2 separate regions of the Mus musculus genome follow, and region 1 is linked to region 2. The links are chromatin contacts, called in public HiChIP or PLAC-seq maps. All regions are on one chromosome and are shown on one strand. The core of a region is the stretch at or near the end of the contact, and the rest is flanking DNA. Distances in the headings are between cores, read along the strand shown.

The links. HiChIP or PLAC-seq counts read pairs in DNA pulled down with a chosen protein or histone mark.
Region 1: a contact with region 2 is called in an H3K27ac HiChIP or PLAC-seq map of embryonic stem cells, with 6 read pairs. The contact joins two enhancer-like sites. A contact is called at or near these places in 1 of 484 Hi-C or Micro-C datasets (bone marrow-derived macrophages), 9 of 115 datasets of contacts at active chromatin or transcription factors (acute myeloid leukemia, a beta-TC-6 cell line, craniofacial prominence and 5 more) and 1 of 9 other capture datasets (embryonic stem cells).

The regions. Positions count from the first base shown.
Region 1 is chr11:22,898,582-22,902,971 of GRCm38.p6, reverse strand. Commd1 (COMM domain containing 1) reads left to right here. Exons shown (of 3, transcript NM_144514.2): 3 at 2,915-3,244. The coding sequence ends at 3,022. Among named protein-coding and RNA genes, the nearest start is that of Gm24917, 32 kb to the right of the region's middle. Within about 2 kb of position 2,736, at least 7 of the 459 cell types and tissues checked have an H3K27ac peak or open chromatin away from gene starts, as enhancers often do. A contact at or near this core is called in embryonic stem cells, where this site is marked.
Region 2 is chr11:22,619,287-22,623,787 of GRCm38.p6, reverse strand. No RefSeq gene overlaps it. Among named protein-coding and RNA genes, the nearest start is that of Gm12052, 9.8 kb to the right of the region's middle. Within about 2 kb of position 1,682, at least 39 of the 459 cell types and tissues checked have an H3K27ac peak or open chromatin away from gene starts, as enhancers often do. A contact at or near this core is called in embryonic stem cells, where this site is marked.

The DNA.
Region 1 (4,390 bases), core at 1,487-3,986, 280 kb before region 2:
TCAGGCATTGGGAGAAAAGTCCTGCCAGTCACTCAGAAATGCTATATATAAATGTTCATCTCAGTCAGGCATGGTGGTGCACACCTTTGAGTCCAGTGCTCAGGAGGCAGAAACAGGCAGATCTGTGAGTTCAGGGCCAGCCTGGTCTATAGAGTGAGTTCCAGATCAGCCCTGCCTACACAGAGAAGAAACCCTGTGTCTCAAAATTAAACAAAACCAAACCCAAAACATTCATCTCAGGCTAGGGAAATAAATAAATGAAAAGAAAGGCAGAAGCAGCTCCTGGCTAACTGTCCCCTAATCTCCACACTTGTGGTATAGCATGTGCCCTGCCCCCACCCCAAATATGTAAAACATATTTAAAATGATGGAAGGTGAGGACTGACAGGTGAGGTTATTCTCTGACCTCCACATGTGTGACGTGGCATGTACACACCCCCACACATGCATACAAGTCCATCTCGTTGTCACTGCAGGTCAGTAGTAAAATGCGTGCGTGACTTGCATAAGGCCCTGGATTCAGTCTTGAGCACCCAAACAGTTGATTTCACAGAAGGTGAGAGCAGGGTGTCAGTGACCCAGAGGCTGGAGAGGATGGAAGGGGGAGTTTAACCAATGGGTCCCAAGTTATAGGTGGGAGCAAGATCTTTCACAGTTAAATGTCTATAGACAATACATTGCAATTTCCAACGGCTAGAAGAAAGAACTGGTGTTTTCACCATTTAAAAATGAGATAGATATGTTTGACTTGATTTAAGCATTAGACAGTGTATGCAAGTTTCAAAATATCCCATGGTACCCAATAAATCTAAACTTTTTAATGTTTTCATTATCAGTTAAAAATCAATTTAAAGGCCAGATGTGGTGGTTCACACCTTTGCCCCCATCATTCAGGAGGTAGAGGCACTCAGATCACTCTAAGTTTGAGGCCAGCCTGGTCTATATAACAAGTTCTAGGCAAGCTAGAACTTCACAGAGAATGAAGCCCTGTGGGGGTGGGGGGAGTCACAGTTATGGGATTAGGGGATGGTTTAGTCAGTAAAGTGCATGGAAAGGCTTGAGTTCAATCTGAGGAACCCACCTGAGACAGCCAAGTGTGTTAGCATAAGCTTGTCATCACCATGCTGGAAAGACAGAAGACCAGCCCTGCCCTCAGTGAGCTCCTGCCACTAAGAGATTTTTGTCTCAAAAGCCAAGGTAAATGTCTGAGGACCAACAGCACAGGTTGACCTCTGGCTTTCATATGTGTTTGTACATGTGTGTGTGCATACACACACACACACATACACACACACACACTCACACACTCACACACACACACATACACCTGAAAACTGAAACTGAAAACTCACAGGCTTGAAAAGGTTATACACCTTTTTTATGAAAAGCAATAAGTGAGGCTCCTAGGAGCAGTTAGTGACAAGAAGAACAGCAGTAGACAAGGGTTAGTCAGTGAGTTCCTGTACTTTATGCCAACTGTGTCTCCTCCCATGCTCCTCGTTTCTCAGAAGGTTTTTGCTTTAATCAGATAGAAGCAGCTCCAGCAAGGGATCCCATGATTCTCAGTTACCTTCAATTCAGAACAATCCGTTTATCAGAGTAGAGACTCTTGGGGTAGGATATTTTGATCCCTTTTAATGTTTAGAGAGGAAAATGTACAGATAAGAATATTAATCCTGTGATTCTGCCTGTAACAGACAAGAGGCCATTAGGCATGTCCCTTGACATACCTAGAACTTAATTTCATATTCTAGAAAGTAAGACCTGTAAGCATTTATGTTAGTCTAAAGTTACTGTTCATGAGGTAGGAAAGACTATCTTGGATTTGCTCTTCTCGTTTAAGGCCATATAGAGTTAGGGTTACCTGGGCCATGTGAGATTTCTGCCACACAAACATCAAAGACCCTACTTTTTGATACTACCTAGATTGGCTCACCAATCCTGAGTGACTGAAGGGACTTTATTGGAGGGAGATCTTGTGAGAGAGGTCTTACTGCGTGGAGAAGGACCTGAGAAATATCTATTACTACTTCAAAATCTGGTCATCCTTTATAGTTTTCTATCTAAAACTTCCCAGTGAACCTATCACAATTTCTTTTTAGCCTGAGTTGCAGATGGCCCAGGATAACTAGAGACAAATCACAATTCTTTTATTATTATATAAGTAGGGACAGCACTGACTTTGAAGCCAGCCAGAGCTGAGAATTCAATTATCTGACTTGTGTCATTTAAAAGATTTCTAGATGGAAGTTAACCTTTCCTGACCTCAGAGTTCTCATCCACAAAGTAGCAATACCTAGGTACCTACCTTAAATTTATACCATGTCAATTGAGCTGCCAGACAGAAGAGCCTCTCATAATGAGAACAAGGGCATCTGTCTCTGTTTACGCTTGTGTTTTATTGTGGATACTGTGGATATGCTTTGTATGGTAAAATATCACACAGGCTTAAAGGCCTGGAGTCTGGTTTGCTGTGCTAGGCCCTGGGCCTCTGCACCTTGCTCATGCCAGATAAAGAACCTTAGCTAGAGCTCGAGTCTTAGTCACTGTTGTGTCACTGTGAGGAGACACTATTACCAAAGCATTACATTTGGGGGCTTAAGTACAGTTTTAGAGGGTTAGTTCATGATCATCACGGCAGGAAGCAAGCAGGCATGGTGCTGGAGCAGTAGCTGAGAGCTTTATATCCTGATCAGCAGGCAGAGAGGGGGTGTGGAGGAAGGAGATTGGTCTTGGGCTTTTGAAACCTTGACGCCCATTTCCAGTGACACACTTCCTCCAGCAAGGCCACTCCTAGTCCTTCCCATCCTGCTCATCATCTGGATGCAAATGTATGTGCCTAGGGGCCATTTTCATTCAAACCACTACTGCTGTCTTGCAGGTTTTTCCTTAAACATCTTTTTGTGTTTTACAGGAATCTGAATTTTTGTGTCTGGAATTTGATGAAGTTAAAGTCAAGCAAATCCTGAAGAAGCTGTCAGAGGTAGAAGAGAGTATCAACAGGCTGATGCAGGCAGCCTAACTGAAGAGAGTATCAATAGGCTGATGCAGGCAGCCTAACTGAAGGCTGGAGGAAGGGGCGTTTGAAGTGAAGCTGCTCACAGACTTTCTCCACTGACCCTTTGAAAGTCCTGTTTGCCCACTGGTGTTACCAAAAGACATTGTATACATGCATGAAAGTCTTCAAGAATAAATAAAAATATATTTTAAAAAGTGGGTAAAAAAGAGAAACCTCTCAAAGTCCAATCTTGCTTGTCTCTGCTTGTTGGGTTCTTTATTTTCCCATCTGTTCCACTGGAGAGGGTCTCATATTTTAGCATGCATAAAGATTATGAGGGACATTTATAAAAACATACTGAAATTTGCCAAGTGGTGGTACACACACTTTTATTAATCCCAGCACTTGGGAGGCAGATGCAGGCAGATCTCTGAGTTCCAGTTCAGTCAGGTTTACCTAAAGTAACCCTGTCTCAAATAAGTAAAAACAAACAAAAAGTGAAATTAAACAGGAGGCTGGAGGGTAAGCACTCATTTAGTGTGCAAGGAGGTGAGGCAGGTTCACCTCAGAGCCTCAGGGTCAACAGAATTGACACTTTAGAATTCTTTCCAGCTGTTGTTTGTTCTTGGGAGAGCTGTTAGTCATCCACACAGGACACATTGTGTATCATATAATATTCTGGATATTCACCCTCAGAAAGTGAGGAAGGCATTACAGTCGTGTAGATAGTGCTCACCAGTGTGTGCTCTAAGCTGCAGTGTAGTAGAACCTGCCTACCTGAACAAGATTAAACTGGAATCTAGTGAGATTCTCCTGGGACCAGCTGATGGAGTTGAATAGGTGTGGTATAAATCTAGAGGTTGGGTTTAATCAGACTAGGGATACTCAAGCTTTTTAAAAATTACATTCTTAGTTTGTATGTGTATGTATGTATGTGGGATAGAACACACATGCTACAGAATGCCTGTAGAAGGCAGAAGACAAGGAAATTTCATTCTCTCCTTCCATAATGTGGGTTCTAGGGCTTGAACTCTGATTGTCATACATGATGGCAGCAAGTGATTTTCTCACAGGGTGTGCACGCACGCACAAGAAAGAAACCCAACATCAACTTCTGGCCTCCACATGCATGTGCACCAGACCACAGATGTACGCAAGGACATGCAAATATGCATGTCTACCCAGAGTAAGAGAGAGGGACTAATGTAATGAAAACTGTTTGAGTAGAAGTATTTTAATGGACTTTCCTTTGTTGAGACACAATGCTTGGAGCATCACCAGTTGAGGAAACAGGTTCATCTTGGCTCACCAATTTGGAGGGTTCAGTCCATGGTCTCTTGGCTCCCTTGTTTTGAGCCTGAGAGGCAGAGCATCCTGGCAGAAAGCAGTGAA
Region 2 (4,501 bases), core at 433-2,932:
ACACTGCAAATTCAAGGGCAAACCTAAACTGCAAATCCCTTCCCTTGTGGATTTCAGTGGAGTGAGAGAGACAAGGTAAAGGGTTGAATCGATGGGTTGATGTGCTACATGTGGAAAATCACAGAGTAAAGCGTGTACGAAGAGTACAGCCTTTCAGAGGCTGTGAGGGAAGGCTTCAGTGAGAAGACGTGGAGAGAGTCACTGGGGAGAAAGGCTTCCAGGTGACAGGGAAGCCTGGGACAGGGCTGTACCCGGTGTGCTTAGGGACTAACACAGAGATGAGCAAGAGAGGAGAAGGGTGGTAGTGGAATCTAGTGACAATCTGGAGAGTGGGGGCCTGGCCATTGGACAGTGGTCTGACAAACCTAGTTCTTCTGAATGACACCAGCCACTGCTGCATCCTCGATGTCATGCATGCTCCTCGCCCACGGATAGCATGACCCTTTACATGCTTAGGAATTGCTAGAATTTTCCTACAAAACACGAGCAGGCCAGCTTCCAGATAACATGTTAGTGCCTTTGGCCACAAACACCTAAGCAAACACTTCCCGACGGCTCCAGATTTTGGAACACATGGGAAAATAATGTGCTAGAGAACTCTGCCACTCTGATTTTCTTTTGCAAGCCCTAGTTTTAGAGCATGTCCTTGGGATGGGGCTCCTGACTGATCACAGTAGACAGACAGGAGTTAGCCAGAGCGTGCAGTTGTTCCTCAGGTTCTCTTGTGACTCTAGATTTTTTTTTTAATAGTGTTTTGCCAAATATAATATCAAGAAAGGACTTGCGCTAGAAAGTTGATAATTGATGTGGACTTCTGAGTCAGCCTAGAGCGATGGTTCCCTCATCCCTTTCAGGAAGTTTCTACTAATCGTGGGCAGCTTCTCCTGCTGTTATAAAACTGCCATGTGACAAAAGGCAGATAGATCACCTGTGGAGACATTTACTTCCTGTCTCACGGTCTCGTGATCTTGACACCTCCCTTATGATCTTGCTAAGAAGAGGGCTGGACCAGAGGTTGAGGCATTGTCTAGATCTCAGGACTCACAGTGATGGGGTGACTGACTGAGGAACTGGGAACCTGCTCTGGAAAACGCACCCTCAGCACTTTTCTCTCCTCCCTGTGGGCCGGAGAGGGGCTCCCAGTTGCTTTCCCCTGCGTCTCCGGGTGCAGCTTACTCAGCTGTGCCTTTTAGTTTATGAAGAGATTCTGTCTTGATTTTCTTTTGGCCATTGTCTGTGCTTTTCTGCTATACACCTCAACCATAAACAGAAGAAACATGCACAGACACATGCAAACACACATGCCAGACATGTACATGCATGCACTTTCGAACACACACACACACATCTTTTTAAACTCTAGCCATTTGTCTCCTTAATATTTAAAAAGGGGTGATTCCATTCTCTGCCTACTTGGCATTTTGTGAGAGACTACTGGACTGTGTGGTTCCAGCCTGTGATATCCTTTCTATTGTTTGGTTGTGATAATAGGGTGACTGGTACACAGCAGAGCTTGCAGGGGCCTGTGTTTTATGAACATTATAGGAGAAAAAACTTGTAAAGTAGTTTGAACGAAAGAAAGTATCGAGGGCCCCAAGTTTCTGGAGGTGGGACCATGGCTTCTGAAGTGACAGGTAGGAGCCTGCTCTGTAGACAGAAGGCGTTTACTTGTCGAAGGAATCCGAGGAATGTTACCTCCCAAATGTAGCACTCTGGTATGTTGACTTGCTGATGAAAGGTACCTGGGTCAGCAGAGGCTGGAACAGGCTTTACTTTGAAAAGTAAAAAAAGTAAAAAAGTAGTCTCTGATCTACCTAATGATCAGGTTGGCCAAAGGATACAGCTGCCTTTGATTTCCTCCCACAGATGCTGCCAACCAGGGAAGGCCCAGGGACGTCATCACACTCAGACTTTGTCACAGGCTATTTATTGCCTGCAGCTTTGGCCCACACCAGAGAGATTAATTTACCTCTATTGTTTGTCTTTGGGACCTTCAGTTACCTTGAAAATTATTCACTACCTCTCAGGATGGCTAGATTCCCCGATTTCCCATGCCACTGAGGAAGCGTTCGTGAGTGATCCCCTTCTTGAGCTGCCCCTGTGCACAGCGTGTATCTCTGTGCTGCGTATTTGGTCATCTGTTCCAGTGTATCAAACCCTCATTTTGATTTTAGAGGGGTAGAGGGGACATTTTCCCTAGGAACTGCAACTGAGCTGGCTTTAAGGGCTTTGGAGACACAAGGCGGGCGACATAAGCTCTGACCTTGTGCCAGCAGCTTCCTGCGCAGCATCCAGACACTCCAGGGAGCAGCTTAGAAGGCCAACTGCAGCTAGGCAAGAGCTGGGTTGTTGTAGAAAATCATTTAAAATCTAAGCCCATGGTTTCAACCCCACCTTAAACCAACTAGTTCCCCAGTAAAAGTCGCACTCTCAGCCTTTATATTTACAATAAGCTCTAAATTCTTCATAGTCCTTTACTGCCAAGCCTGTGAAACCTAAACCCCACCTACTTCTCTACTGTCAAGCTATTGGCTGTTGGCATCTTTATTCACCAATCAGAATTAACTTGGGGTCATTAGGGCTATATGTAGATTCTAGGTGGGGGTGGTGGGGGTGGTGGTGGTCTGCACTTAACATTACAATACAAGCAACTTCAGGCTGGGTAGGCTAGAGACAGAAGAATGCAGGGTGGTGTCTCAACTGCTCCAGTTGGATACACCCAGGTATTTTAGATTGGGGTGAGGTCCCAGGCCTGCCTTGAAGAAGGCTCAAGAACCAGGCTAGATATAGTATTGCACGAACTACAGCATTAAGAGGCATGTACTGGCTTCCAGCTGGGGCTCTTGCCAAGGTAGGACGTGAACAATGTACAGTTCTGTTCCTTTGTCTCTCTGGATCATAAAGGACAGCATAGAGCCAAGTCTGGTGGCCCAGGCCTGTGATCCCTGACACAGGAAGATGGTCAACTCAAGCACAGCCTGAGCCTCAAAACAAAAAGTAAGAAATGTGGGAGGGTCTGGTCTGATTCCCAGTATCACAAAAAGATAAAATAGAGGCAGAGGCAGGTGGATTTCTGAGTTCAAGGACAGCCTGGTCTACAAAGTGAGTTGCAGGACAGCCAGGGCTATACAGAGAAACCCTGTCTCGAGAAACAAACAAACAAACAAACAAACAAACGAAAAAAAGAAAAGATAAAACAGAATGAATGAATGAAATAACAAAGTGAAGATAGCATTACACCAGTGGGTTGCTGGTGGGGGAAATCACTGCTACATTGATCTAAAAAAGAGTTGGGCTATTGCCCTGAAACCCATCTTGTTTGGCTTCCTGTCCTACTTAATGCTTTGGAATATTTTTTTTGAAGAGCCTCTCTTAAAGTATGATTTAAGGCTTACCACGGGATGAGTTGACTTTTTAAAATTGAAGTATAATTTTTGGACAGTAAGATGTATTTGCTCTAAGTGTCCTGTGTAATCACCACACAATCTGGTTTTAAAAGTCATCACCTCAGACTGACCCTCTGTCCCTTGTGGCTGGTCCCCAATCCTAGGCTCATCTCTGGTCTCAGGCAATGGGCCATCTTTCTGTCTCTGTGGATTTGCCTATTCTGTAACACCATTTTCATACAGAGCTGGCTGGCCTTGAAATCACAATGCCCCTGCCTCTGCTTCCTGATACCGGGTGTGTGCCACCAAGCCTGGCTAGGTTTGCATCTTAACAGGTTATGATAAGTGGAATCAAGTGACACTCAGTCCTCTGTGTACAGCGTCTTTCAGCCAGTGTGGTCTATGCATTCTGTATGAGATCTGTTCCTTTTGGTTTGTGGATAATAATCTACTCACATACATTGCATTTCCATGCACTGTTGACCATGGGTTCTGGGCTGTAGCTATTATGTACAAAGCATGTATATTCGTGTAGGTGGTTTTACATACATGTATTTAGTTATCTCAGTTGAATCCTTGTTGTGGACTGGATCTAATGCTATTTGTGTTAATTCAGTTTCCCAAATCACATGGGAACCTGTACGTCTGTCTGTAAGACTCTGAGGGTCCTTGCCCACAGTTGGCTGTAATTGGTAAATAAAGTTGCCAGTGGCCAGTGGCTGGACAGGGAGACAGAGGGGGGAACCTTAGATTTTCCCGGCAAGGGAACCATGGGGAAGCAGGAAAGTCATGCCTAAGAGCTGCAGGAGACGAAGTGTACAGCCATGTAAGCATCTGGGTAGTGACCCAGCTCCTGGCTGCTTAGGGCATATTAAAAATGAGGCTGTGTGTGTGTGTGTGTGTGTGTGTCTTTCATTCGTGAATCTAAAACATTTGGGCAGTGTCTTAGTCAGGGTTTCTATTCCTGCACAAACATCATGACCAAGAAGCAAATTGGGGAGGAAAGGGTTTATTCAGCTTACACTTCCATACTGCTGTTCATCACCAAGGAAGTCAGGACTGGAACTCAAGCAGGTCAGAAAGCAGGAGATGATGCAGAGGCCATGGAGGGATGT